Regions from separate parts of the Mus musculus genome. Here region 1 is linked to region 2. The links are chromatin contacts, called in public promoter capture Hi-C maps. All regions are on one chromosome and are shown on one strand. The core of a region is the stretch at or near the end of the contact, and the rest is flanking DNA. Distances in the headings are between cores, read along the strand shown. Region 1 holds the start of Rab5c (RAB5C, member RAS oncogene family). Region 2 holds the start of Stat5b (signal transducer and activator of transcription 5B).

Evidence for each region. Promoter capture Hi-C pulls out the DNA fragments that hold promoters and counts their contacts.
Region 1: a promoter capture Hi-C map of pre-B cells shows a contact between it and region 2, with 5 times the contacts expected there. The contact joins the promoter of Rab5c here to the promoter of Stat5b in region 2. A contact is called at or near these places in 11 of 39 promoter capture datasets (the 3T3-L1 cell line, the C10 cell line, the HPC-7 cell line and 7 more), 1 of 15 datasets of contacts at CTCF or cohesin (the NIH/3T3 cell line), 14 of 484 Hi-C or Micro-C datasets (the C2C12 cell line, the G1E-ER4 cell line, bone marrow-derived macrophages and 8 more), 18 of 115 datasets of contacts at active chromatin or transcription factors (the 230-238 cell line, CD8 T cells, the HPC-7 cell line and 12 more) and 3 of 9 other capture datasets (adipose tissue, liver and pancreatic islet).

The regions. Positions count from the first base shown.
Region 1 is chr11:100,735,653-100,741,248 of GRCm38.p6, forward strand. Rab5c (RAB5C, member RAS oncogene family) reads right to left here and starts at 2,563. Exons shown (of 6, transcript NM_024456.5): 1 at 2,426-2,563. Kcnh4 (potassium voltage-gated channel, subfamily H (eag-related), member 4) reads right to left here. Exons shown (of 17, transcript NM_001081194.2): 17 at 4,726-4,969.
Region 2 is chr11:100,848,606-100,854,673 of GRCm38.p6, forward strand. Stat5b (signal transducer and activator of transcription 5B) reads right to left here and starts at 1,976. Exons shown (of 19, transcript NM_001113563.2): 1 at 1,794-1,976.

The sequences.
Region 1 (5,596 bases), core at 1,313-3,812, 110 kb before region 2:
TTCACTTTCACTTTCATTTTCTAGCTATCATGAGTCAAGTTTTGGAGAAATTAATGGCACACAGACATTAGCAAACTCTTAGGCCCTGAAGAGTACAGGCTTGGGATTCTTAACTGTCATGGAGTCCACGGCAAAGAAAGAGGGTAGAATGTTGGGAAAAGAGAGGGAAGCAAAAGCCAATACTAGAGACGGCGGACTTAAGAGTCTGTGCTCCTGTCCCTGTTCATTCTCCCTGCAGGCGCCTTTACTCAGCAAGCCCCGCAGACAGGGGAGCCTGCTTTTAGAAAAGACAAAGCTACACCCGAAGCCACGCTGCAAGCACAGCGTCTGACCACTTCTAACTGTATGCTTGGGGGGAACCGTCTCAAGGTGGGCATACAAATACCACCATCTCCAGGACACTTGTGAGGAATAGGCACTGAGAGCACTCTGGGGGCTTTCTATCTTCACGAGCTCTTGCCCTCCTCCAGGAGTGAACAGGCAGAAAGGCCAACGAGGTGTGAGAAGCAAGAGGGGAGGTGGAGAACAGCCTTAGAGAGGAGGGACTTCCTCTCTGGAGTGCCCTCCCTAGCCCGGCAGATCAGCAACGGACTTCTGCTGGGCCGCTACAATTTCTGAAAGCCAGAAGTGGCTGCAGAACCATGCAGAACTCTAGTGCCTCCTGTCTCACAGACAGCTTCTCCGCAAAAGGGCGCTTTGGAGTCAGAGCTGGAAAGATGTCCGGACAAATGCCAGAAACGCCCATTAGAAGGTTCCCTTGCTTCAGCTAGAACCCCAGGAATCACAATCCACTCCTTGGAAGGTAAGTCTAGCAGAAACCAATCCCTGTAAACAGGCAGGGGTCACTGGCCCTCTCCCTCAGAGGCACATGTTGAACAGATCAGAGAAACTAGGCTAGCTGAATCTCTGAGCCCACAGAGAGAGAGAGAGAGAGAGAGAGAGAGAGAGAGAGAGGATTGATTGATTGTTATACTGACTGAACACCGGAAACTGTCCAGAAGTAGGTTGGAAAGATCTCAAAGCAAAATGTTTAGCCTTTGTGTAGTAAGAAAAGCATCTTAAGTTGATCAGATCTCAAAAAACCAAAAAAAAAAAAGTTGATCAGAGATGCCCAAGGACTGAATGGCTTTCCCACTCTTCCTCCACTGCAAGACAGCAAGGGTCAGCTGTGGCTTCAGAATCAGGCTACTCCTCAGGAAGGCAGTCTCTAACCTGTACTTTGGCCGCATAACAAGAGAACCTTCCAGCTTGGTCAGAGATACCAGCCATTTCACACACTTAAGTCCCAAGGAAAACACAAGAATCCTGTGTCAATACAGTAGGGGAACTGGCACTTTCCAGCACACATAAGCAATTCCTTTACGGACGAAAACTATACCTGCCACGGTGATGTGGACTAACTGCTCTGTGAAAAAGTCCAAGCCAAGAGGGGAGTGGAGACTCTGGTGAGGAATGGACCTGTTGCTCAAGTGTATAGTGGTGTGTGATTCAGGGTGGTTAAGAGATGGTGCCTCAATTTCACACTACTCCTATTTGGTCTATTCTCCACCCCTATAGATAAGCAGGCAGCAGTCTCTCTAAGGAAACCACTCACATGCTCTGGAAGGACAGGGCTGGGCCTGAAGCAGGGGGGAAGGAGGAGGGGAGACAGAAGATAATGAATGGGCAGATCCTCCCTGATCTGTGATCTGTCCCTAGGATTGAGCAGAGCTCAGCTAAATTCTTTAGAGGCAGGAAGACGAACACACACTGAGAGAACTTAAGACAGGGCTGGGGGCATAACGTGCAGTCCAAGGAGAAGGCTGCCATTCCGTCTAAGTGACCCAGAATTCAAACTCTGCTGAGGTCCTCGTAAGCTCAAGAGGAAGTAAGGAACTGTAAGCGCGCAAAAACACTTCTGTGCGTGTACAACACTCTCATTCCGACATCCCCCCCCCCCCATCCCCGCATCTCCGAAAGGAAATCGAGATAAAGATAATTTCAGGGCTGCAGGGGGACAACTGGGTTTTTGGTTGGGATTGGGGAGTGGGAGGCGTAGAACACAGGAAAGGAAAACCAGGAGAGACAGCACTCTCCGTCACCTCTAAAAGAGAAGGGGGACAGGTTCCTTCGCACCTGGTAAAGACTCTTTGATTTTGAAAGCTGAGGGGGTGGGGAGCGGAACTTAAGAGTCCCTCTCTCCCACAAGTGGACTGGACAGGCCAGAGGAGAGCCTCAAAAGACTCCCAAAGGCTCCCGAAGGACAGGTTAGCGAAGGAAAGAGGAGCTCCCCCTTTGGCCTGACGCCCTGGTGAGCCCCTAAGAGGGGGCTACGGGTCGGGGGAGGGGTCAGTGTCCCCCTAAGCTAAGGTTGGGCAGGAGGAAAGGGTACCCCAGGGAGGCTACCACACAAGTGAGACACTGGCCCTGGGACAGGCACACTCACCGCGGCTCCGGGCAGCAGCGTTACTTTGGGCCGGGGCTTCCACAGACTCCGCTCCTCTCCCCCCCACCCCCGGCGGTGTCCCAGGCTCCGGCCTCCACTTCCGCCTTTCAGCCGCTCCGGATCCGGATCTTCAGCTCTGCCCCGCCTCTCTATATTCCCAGGTGACTGACAGAAAGAACAGACCAATGGGAGACACTCCGATCCTACCCACAATCAACGCGGGAAAGGAGGGAGAGTGCGCGCGAGGGATGGCGGGACTTGTAGTTCTCCGCACAGGGAGGAGCCGGGGGCTGCCTGGCACTTGGGTTTTGGGTGGAACCGGCTGCCGGTGGGGCGGAGCCGGTCCAGGCCTGCTTATCGCGTCACTGCCAGTTCCAAGTGCCGCGAGGGAAGGCGTGTGGCTGAGCTTTCCAAGAGAGCAGACAGAGGGCTGTTCATGCAGAATTGAGAAAGGAAAAATATGATGTTCACGTAGCCGCGCAGACCGGTCGTGTGCCCTCGGCAACTTGGAGAAGCCAAGCCCGCCCAGGAGGCTGATTGTTGAGGACATTCTATTATAGGAAAGGCGATGGAGTCAGGTGTAATGGCTCGATCCGAAGGCAGAGGCTTGCAGATCTCTGTGAGTAACAGCTAGGGTTATGTAGTAAGATCCTGGCTTAAAAAAAAAAAAAAAAAAGAAAAGAAAAGAAAAAGAAAAAAGAAAGAAAAAAAAAAGGTGATGAAATCTCTGAGAGCTCTATAGAATGGGCTCTCTGGGGGCTAGCGAAACGGCTCGACAGGTGAAGATGCTTGCAGCCAAGCCTGACTGAGTGCCGTGCCCAGGACTCACATGGAGTAAGACAGACTCCCACTAGTTGTCTTTTGACAACCACCCATCCACCCTCCCTCCCGCTAAATACTTGAAGAAATGTAATTTTTTTTTTTTAAAAGAAGGAGTTGTCTAGAGGATACTAAATGGTTGAAAAGGAGACCTGCTGCTGCCAAGGGTTGCTCTCACTCTCTCTTCCTTTCACATGGGCTCTCACTATGTAGTCCTGATTGGCCTGGAACTTACTTTGTAGATGGGTTGTATTTGAATTCACAGAGATCCTCCTGCCTCTACTTCTGGAGTGCTGGGATTAAACACATGTGCAACCACCACGACAGACTAAGCTTTCTTTCTTAGGCTCTGTTCCCAAATATACCAGACCCCCTCATCTCCCTCACTCTGCCCCCAGTCAGAATTAGCGCTCCTTCAAAGACTACCTGTGTTCTCTCTACCCGTCACTATAGATGAAAACCACTAACCCTTCTACCACAGGTCAGTTCTGTTTCTGTTGCTTCTAATTCCTTCTGTATGAATTAGGACCACTTTTTGTTTGTTTGTTTTTTGTTTTTTGTTTTTCGAGACAGGGTGTCTCTGTGTAGCCCTAGCTGTCCTGGAACTCACTTTGTAGACCAGGCTGTCCTCGAACTCAGAAATCCTCCTGCCTCTGCCTCCCTAGCGCTGGGACTAAAGGCATGCGCCACCACGCCCGGCATGAATTAGGACCACTTCTGTTTAACCTCATCCTCCAACACTGGCCTCTTTCTGCATCTCTCTCCCGGGGATACTACTCAAAACTTTTATAAAATCAAAGCCCACCCCCAGAGACCATGTAATGCCTAGGGCATGGAACAGCATCAGTCATACCCTGAAAGTTTGAGCTGAAGAATAGACCTGTCTGGGACAGCCTGCCACAAAGCTGTGCCCACATCCAATTTCATCTTTATCACCAAGGTGCCAGTTTCCTACAACATATGCACCATATGACATGCACAGACCTACACAGAAATGTAAGCTAAGAGAAGACAGAGCTTGGGAGAGTGAATTCTTAGCAGGTTCTTAACTGGTGACCAGCTCTTTTCTCCACCGACCTGCCCACTATAACAACACTATACCTAGCTTAATATCAAATACCTATCCAGGAAAGAAGAGTTCCTTATTCAGGAGGGTAAGAAAATTCCTGGTATTTCTTTCTAAGGCTAGAGAAATGATCCTGATCAGACGTCTCTCCCACATAGTGTGTATTTGTGGTTGTAACTGGGTGGTAGGGAGGAAGGAATGTAACAGGCCCTTAGCGACTCATTAAGGTTTCTCCCCTTATCCGAGGAGTCCCTGGTGGCGTGAACATGGTGCCAAGTGGATTAGCTGGCGCCTTTGCCCTACCTAGAGACAGCAATAGGGCCCTGGGGTACAGTGGGGTGTGTCTGCTTGCGTTAGCTCTTTCAAAGCCCTGGGGCTCTCAGACTAACCCCCAGAAACAGACAGAGTCAAGGTCTACAAAAATATATGGATTTATTTTTTTTTTATCCAAAAGTGCGCCTGGGTGGGGCATTGAGTGAGAAAGGAGGGCTGGAAACCAGAGAGGGCTTGGGAGTTGCCCAGACCCTCCCTGAGGTTGAGACCATGTTGGGAGGGAGGGGATGCAGGTTTGGCTGATGTTGGGAGGTGGGACCTGCAGAAGGGTAATGCTAGAATGCTTTGAGCTGCTGACAGCAGAAGGAACCACCTTGCATGACAGCCTGTAGAGAGACAGAAACAGATGTTGACAGGCCCAAGTCAAGAGTACGAACAGACATTATTAGGACCCCCTTGGCGCCCACTCTAAGACAGGGATTGCAAACTGAAGAAAACAGAGGGACCAAACAAATAAGGCAAGCCAATTGGACATTAAGAAATGATCAACAAGCAGGAGACTGAAGAAATGGGGACTATTTCAGATGAATGTTGGCTCTTGATAGCCAGACATTGTTGTCTTTTTTTTTTTTTTTCTTGAGAAGTTAGAATACTGAATATTTTGTGGTTCTATCTGGAGTTCGATGCTGGTAACTAACTCAGAGTTTGAAGAAGAAAAGAAGTGTTCTGAGAGCCAAAGACACATCTGGAGCTCTCAGTTGTTTTTTGTGTGTGCCATGGGGTGAAGTGAACTCCTTCAGCTTGGCTGCTGGCAGGAGGCCTAAGATGTCCTGGGCTTCTCAAATGATGGCTAGAATCTCAAACTCACTCTCCTCAAGGTGACATTATTCTCAGGATCCTCTGCAAAGGACTCAGAATCTGGGACAGAAGAGCTCCATAGTACTATAATGTCATCTAGCCCTCTCACTCTAGACCCTGCCTGGTCTAACCTCAAGCCTTCCTTTACTAGGTTA
Region 2 (6,068 bases), core at 726-3,225:
CCTCTGGTGACACCTGGCCAGGGGTATGCAGGTGTTCTAACTGGACTCTTAAAACCAGAAGCCCCTTCCCGTTTAGCTCTATCAATTTTAACAACTATATTCCTTCATAAAATGGAGATTGCTACCAAGAAAACACATAACAAACCACTCAGAGGCCAACCAACAGAATTCCCCAGCTGAAAAGGCTCAAAATCAACTCAGTGTCCCCAAATGAAATGAGAGAAACATGAAATAAATAATCCATAAGTAAAATACATCCGACGGACACTGTAAACATCAAACAACAAAAACAAATGAACAATAGCATGACAATGGATAAGAGGCAAAGGCCCGTATCCTGACTGAATGATAATCAAATTATGTGAGATAATGCAGACTCAACAGCTGAAAGCTTATTAAGGCACCGGCAACTATCCAATAGATTTGGAAGCCCAAGATACAAGCAGATGATAAAAGCCACTGCTACAAGGCTACACAAAACCATCGGTCCAGTGACACCCTAGCCTTTTCAAGGGACATTCTCTGAGGATACTCTAACAACAACCTATAGAGTCTTACTGAGGCAAACATCTACTTCACTGCACAAGATGGGTCCTTGTGGGTGTGAGTCCATAAACTACTAAATATAAACACACTTGTGACCTGAGCTGGCAGCTAAGTCCATCTATCTGGGCCTCAGTTTTTACAATGAAAGAATGTAGTATAATCCCAGGGGTGGAGGCTTCCCAAATCGAAGATTCTATAAGCCAGTTTGCCACTATTAATTTAATACAAGTTCCGACCCACAGCGAGACAAGCACAAAAGTGGACATAGGTCCTTGAGGAAACGAATGGCCTCTTTTTGCCTTTAAAATCTTCTGGGTCTCATTAATCCCTGCTTTCTAAACGCTGCCGTTTGTTCTTCGCCTTTTCCATCACTGCTGGCTACAAGTGTTTGCAAACGCCTCCTGCTCCAGACAAGTCCCCCCCCCCGCCCCCTTCTGCTACCCCCCCCTTGATCACTCTGACCATCTTGCCAGATTCCTTTAGACTCAGACCAGCTTCTGTGATAAGACAGCTCTCCTTCCGACTCCCCATATCTACCCCCGACACCAGGATCACTTTTTTTTTAACTCTTTAACCTTGGCTAGGAAAAACAAGATAGAAAGAAAAGAAAGGAAAAGAAAAGAAGAGAAAATGAAAGAACAGCTTGCCCGCATCCCACCACCACACATTCAAGCCCAGGCCTGGCAGGTCCTGATGTGGGACCCCGCAGCCCAGAGCCTTATCAAAATGTTCATATTTGTTGTCTTGACTCCTTATAAGGCACTATTTCTTGAAGCTTTGCTGATACCCCCCACTCCACTGGGTACCTTCGGCTCATCGTTTTCCCCAGAGTCTCGGGCACCCCCCCCCCCCCGCTTTGGGGAGCACATTATAATAAGAGGAAAAACTGGGAGACAGCAGGGACTCTTCAGAAATGCAACAGGAAGGTGTGAGGCGGCCGACAGCAGTCCCCTCGCTCCCAGGGGATCGGCTCTGTCGGCGTCCCTCACACACCCATCGTGACACGCACGCGCCAATACTTTTCACGGTATCCACGGCGCCCCCCTCCGTGGCCTCCGCGCGCCCCTCTCGTAGCCACCACCAGCGCCCCGGGCCCCTCTGCAGCCGCCCGGCGCGGCCCCCGCGGCCTCCCCACGGCCCCGGAGCGATGGCGGCGGCTCGGCCCTGCCCAGCTTCTAGACAGCAGGAGCACGGGGCCCCGCCCGGGCTCCCGGGCCCCCTGGCCCCGCGCAGGGCGCAGCTCCTACCTCGTTCTGCCCCACCAGAGCCAGCGGTCTCTCCGGTCCCGCACGCTCTCTCGCACGCCCGCTCGCTCCCTCCCCGTGCAGGACCTCCGCGCGTCGTCGCCCGCGCTCGGTCCCCGCCCGGGGTGACGGCTTGGGCCGCCGACTCTCCTCCCGCCGGGGCCCACGGGGGCGCGCGCCGCTCTCGCGCTCAGGCTCCGGGGACGCGCGCCCGCCCGTAACCCCGAGCGCGCCCCGCTTCCTGGTTCCTGCCCGCGCGCGCTCCCCAGCCCCAAGGTCCCTCCGCGCCCCTGCGCGACCGCCCTGCGGGGCCCCGGAACCCCCTGCGCGCAGTGGAGCGCGGGAGCGCGCTCGGCTGGGCCTGCGCCGCGCGCTCCCGCTGCAGGCCGAGCCCGCGCCCAGCCGCCCTGGACACCCCCTCGAGGCTCCGGGACCCCTAACACATGCTGTTTTGTTTGGGTGGGAGAGATCCCCGTTTAAGGGCACGAGCGGCGGTGGTCTTGGAGATTGGGACACCCCCTCCGCGGCCCGCCCACCGCCCTCCCGCCGGGAAACCAGGCCCGCGTCCTCTAGCTCTCAGGCCGAGGGCAGAAGTCCATAGTAGCCCCGATCAATAATTATCCCGAGCTTGCTCCCTGGAGGGAGGTTTAAACCAGGGCCCCTGTCGCACTACCCCGATGGGCACAGGCAGGACCGGGCCAACTGGATCAGTGGATTGCCCCTGGGTGAATCTATGGGGCATATGGGAGACGCCTTCCTCCCTGGGAATTTTTGCTGGTAACTAATCTTGGTTTTGGGAGTGACAGGTTTATCCAGGGCCGTCTGGGTTCTCTCCAGGGGTAGAGGGTCTCTACTACCCTTTCCCCAATGTTGGGGAGGGTTGCTGTATGTGTGAGAGAAAGCAACCTGAGTCACCCACTCTCCCGCGCTCCATCTCCCCAAGCTGGCCAGTGGTTTCCCTGGCAACCCTCCAAGGGCCAACCCGGCCAGCCCGGAAGCAAGGCACATCAGTGGTACAGAAGCCACAGCTGTAGAAACCTCAGCTGCAGGGGCAAAAGAGGGAGGACCCCTTCCCAGCACAAACACACGGAACGTCTATTCTCTACAGTCACCTACAATTTGTCCCGCTGAAAATTTTCCTAGCCAGGCAGGATCGAGAGGCAAGCTCTTCTATGATTCTCTTCCCAGCAGCCTTCCCAGGCACAAAGGTTTGGGGGTGTTAACTGATCACAAAGCCCTTCTGCTCCTGCCCTACAGGCTGGGCCAACACCTGACACAGTGCTTGGCACAAAAAAGAGGGAGAGAGCGTGGGGGCTGGGCCAAGAAGCTGGATGGGATGGAAATCAGCAGCTCTGGGCTTCCCCTTCCCCACCTTTCCTCCCCCCACCCCCCCACCCCACAGCCAGCTTAGGACGAGTTAAAACTTCAGGGCACATTTCTCTGTTCAAGCTTCCATACCTGTAAGCTATCACCTCTCCCAGAAACACACTCCTGGCCTTTCTGTGTGATGCTCGCTCTAGGGCAGTGGTTCTCAACCTTCCTAACTCCGCAACCCTTTAATATAGTTCTTCATGTTATGGTGACTTCAACCATAAAATTATTTCCGTTGCTACTTCATACCTATAAAATTTGCTACTGCTGTTTATCATAATGTAAATAGCTGTGTTTTCTAATGGTCTTAGGTAACCACTGTGAAAGGGTCCCTAGATCCCCAAATGGGTCTCAACCTACAGGTTGCTCCTGCTCTAGGGCCCAGAGTCTAGGCAGTATAACTGTTACCCTCCTGTTTCTCACCACACACTTCATACCATGCCTTATCACCATACCTCTTGTGTTGAAGAACGATTTCTTGTTAGCATGTGTCTCCTCCAAAGGCAGACACAATATCCTGTTCACCTTTAAATCCCCCCACCCACACCCAGCCCTGTGTAGACACCCAGTAAATATGCTATACCTTGGAAAAGGAAACTGCAAGGACTATGTACATATCAAGAGCACAAGGTCCAAAAGCAGTCATACCATTGTGAACCCTTTTCTGCCTTGTTCTCTGTTTTCACTACATAGCAATATCAGTACTGTCTACCTCATGGCGTCCCGAGAATCAAGTGAGCTAAGAGATATGAAATAGTTCAAACCCTGCCACCCACTATATTTATGCTAACTGTTATAGTGGTTAATAAGAGCTAGGATTTAAATTTCTTTTCCTGAGATTGGGTAAGGTCTAGGACTCAACTCAGCTACTATAGCTGATGACCAACAACATCCAAAAGGGTGTCACTCCATTGAGAAAACCACAGCACATCTCTGACTGCTCACTAGGTAGCCAGTTAGTTAGTCCTGTGTTTGGAGCCACAAAGGATGGAATGTTCTGTGGCTACCTCAGCAAAACAGAAAGCTGTCATTCCGACAGGAAGAAAAGTCCACCATCCTCCTCCGTATTTGAAAATGCAGATGGATCCAGATACCTCCTCTTTGGATCGAAGGACCATACAGCTTCTATGTTGGGAGGACACCAGCCTTGGGATACAGAAGTGCTGAAAGGAAATTGAATAGAAAAGTAGGATCTTGGGAAATTCCAGAAAGATACCTGGAGGTGTAGAGATGACCACTGAGGACAGCTCTCAGTCCACTCTGACCTGACCAAGAGAGAAAGAGACTGCATGGAAGGAAGAACCCCAAGGCCTAGCTCACAGCCTATGGCTGTACATCCTGCCAATTCTCAGCCAGGACTAACTGGAGCCTCCTTTCGTCATGATCGGGGATGACCATGTGGCCGCCACAGAGAGCAGCTCCTTCATTTCACATCCTTCCTTCATAGCCACGGGGAGATCATGAGACTATTTTCTTGAAATGTATTTGAAACCACAACCACAACCTCCTTCAACCAGAGACCAGAGTTTATGTGGTTTCCCTGTGAGTACTTCTCTGGATCCCAGGAATCAGGCTGGCCCTGGGGATCCACCTGTCACGCATTAGCCAGGGAAGGACTCTCATGGGAATTTCCCTTCTATGGTAGAAGGGAATGAGAAGTCAGATCAGGCCCTTAGAGCAACAGAGGAGGCTAGACCCTTAACAGACAGGACAGGAGAGACCACAGAGCTCTTCTAGGACCTCTGGAAGCTGTCACAGCCAATGCCTCGTGAGGGGCTCTGGTGGTACACGGGATTGCTTCTGCCCAAGACTTAACAGCTAGATTTTCATCCAAATTTCAGCCTGCTTTGCCAGCTTGTCAGCCATGTGTCCTTGCACAAACTGCTTGACATCCCTGAAAGCCTCAGTTTCGCCTCGTGGATAAGTCAACATTAGGGGTGAAGTGAATACGATCTTTCAGGGCACATGCAAGACTCTAATAACAGTGGGTGTCCTACCAGAAAGGACATGAAGAACAGGGAAAGGAGACCCCCCAATTGCTCTCTGTCTGTCCTTCTGGACCGTGTGCCTCTTATACCATGTACAACATTAGTTAAATGGATGTTTTTTGGTTTTAAAGGAAAAAGGGAATGTGGCTGGGTATGCAGAGGCAGCTATAAAGTCTCAGGAGGATCACTGCAAGTTTAAGTCCAGGAGGGAGGGAGGGAGAGAGAGGAGGGGGAGAGGGAGAGAGAGATTGAGAGAGAGAGATGAGATTGAGAGAGACAGAGAGAGAGAGAGAGAGAGAGAGAGAGAGAGAGAGAGAGAGAGAGAGATTGAGAGAGAGACCAACTAAGCACGTTGCCTGGTTTAAGGAAAGGCATGTAATAAGAGTGTGCTTTCTTTTCTTCTCTCATCCTACTCCCAGCCAACTTTCCGGGTCAGGAGGATGCAGATTTTTTGCTGAGGGGTGGGAAGGCTTGGGAGGGGTAGGGAGGGAAGTGGAGGGATGGAGGGGTAGATCCAGGCAGGATTCACCACCTAGAGATTCTCAAGCACTCCTATCTGGCGCCTGTGTACCTCACCTATCTGGGCACCCTTCCAGGAATAGTTAAGGGGTGGCTCTCTGGAAAGCTCAAGGGCCCCCATGTCTCCTGGGACAGGGTCACCATGTCCTCTACACCCAGAGTCCTGGGGCGATCGTGCATTAACCAAGGGAGGGTGTGGCTGATGCAGAGGAAAGAACATTGCCAGCACAGCCAGTACCTTGCCAGCTTGCAGGGCAGGTTAGGAACTCAAAAGCCAGCCCAGCAGCAGGCAAAGATGCTGCTGCTGCTGCTGCTGCTGCCACCACCACCGCTGCCACCACTGTGGGCTGGAAAGCAGGTCAGTGGAATGTGAAAGGCAGAGCCATTTATAGGGCTCTGG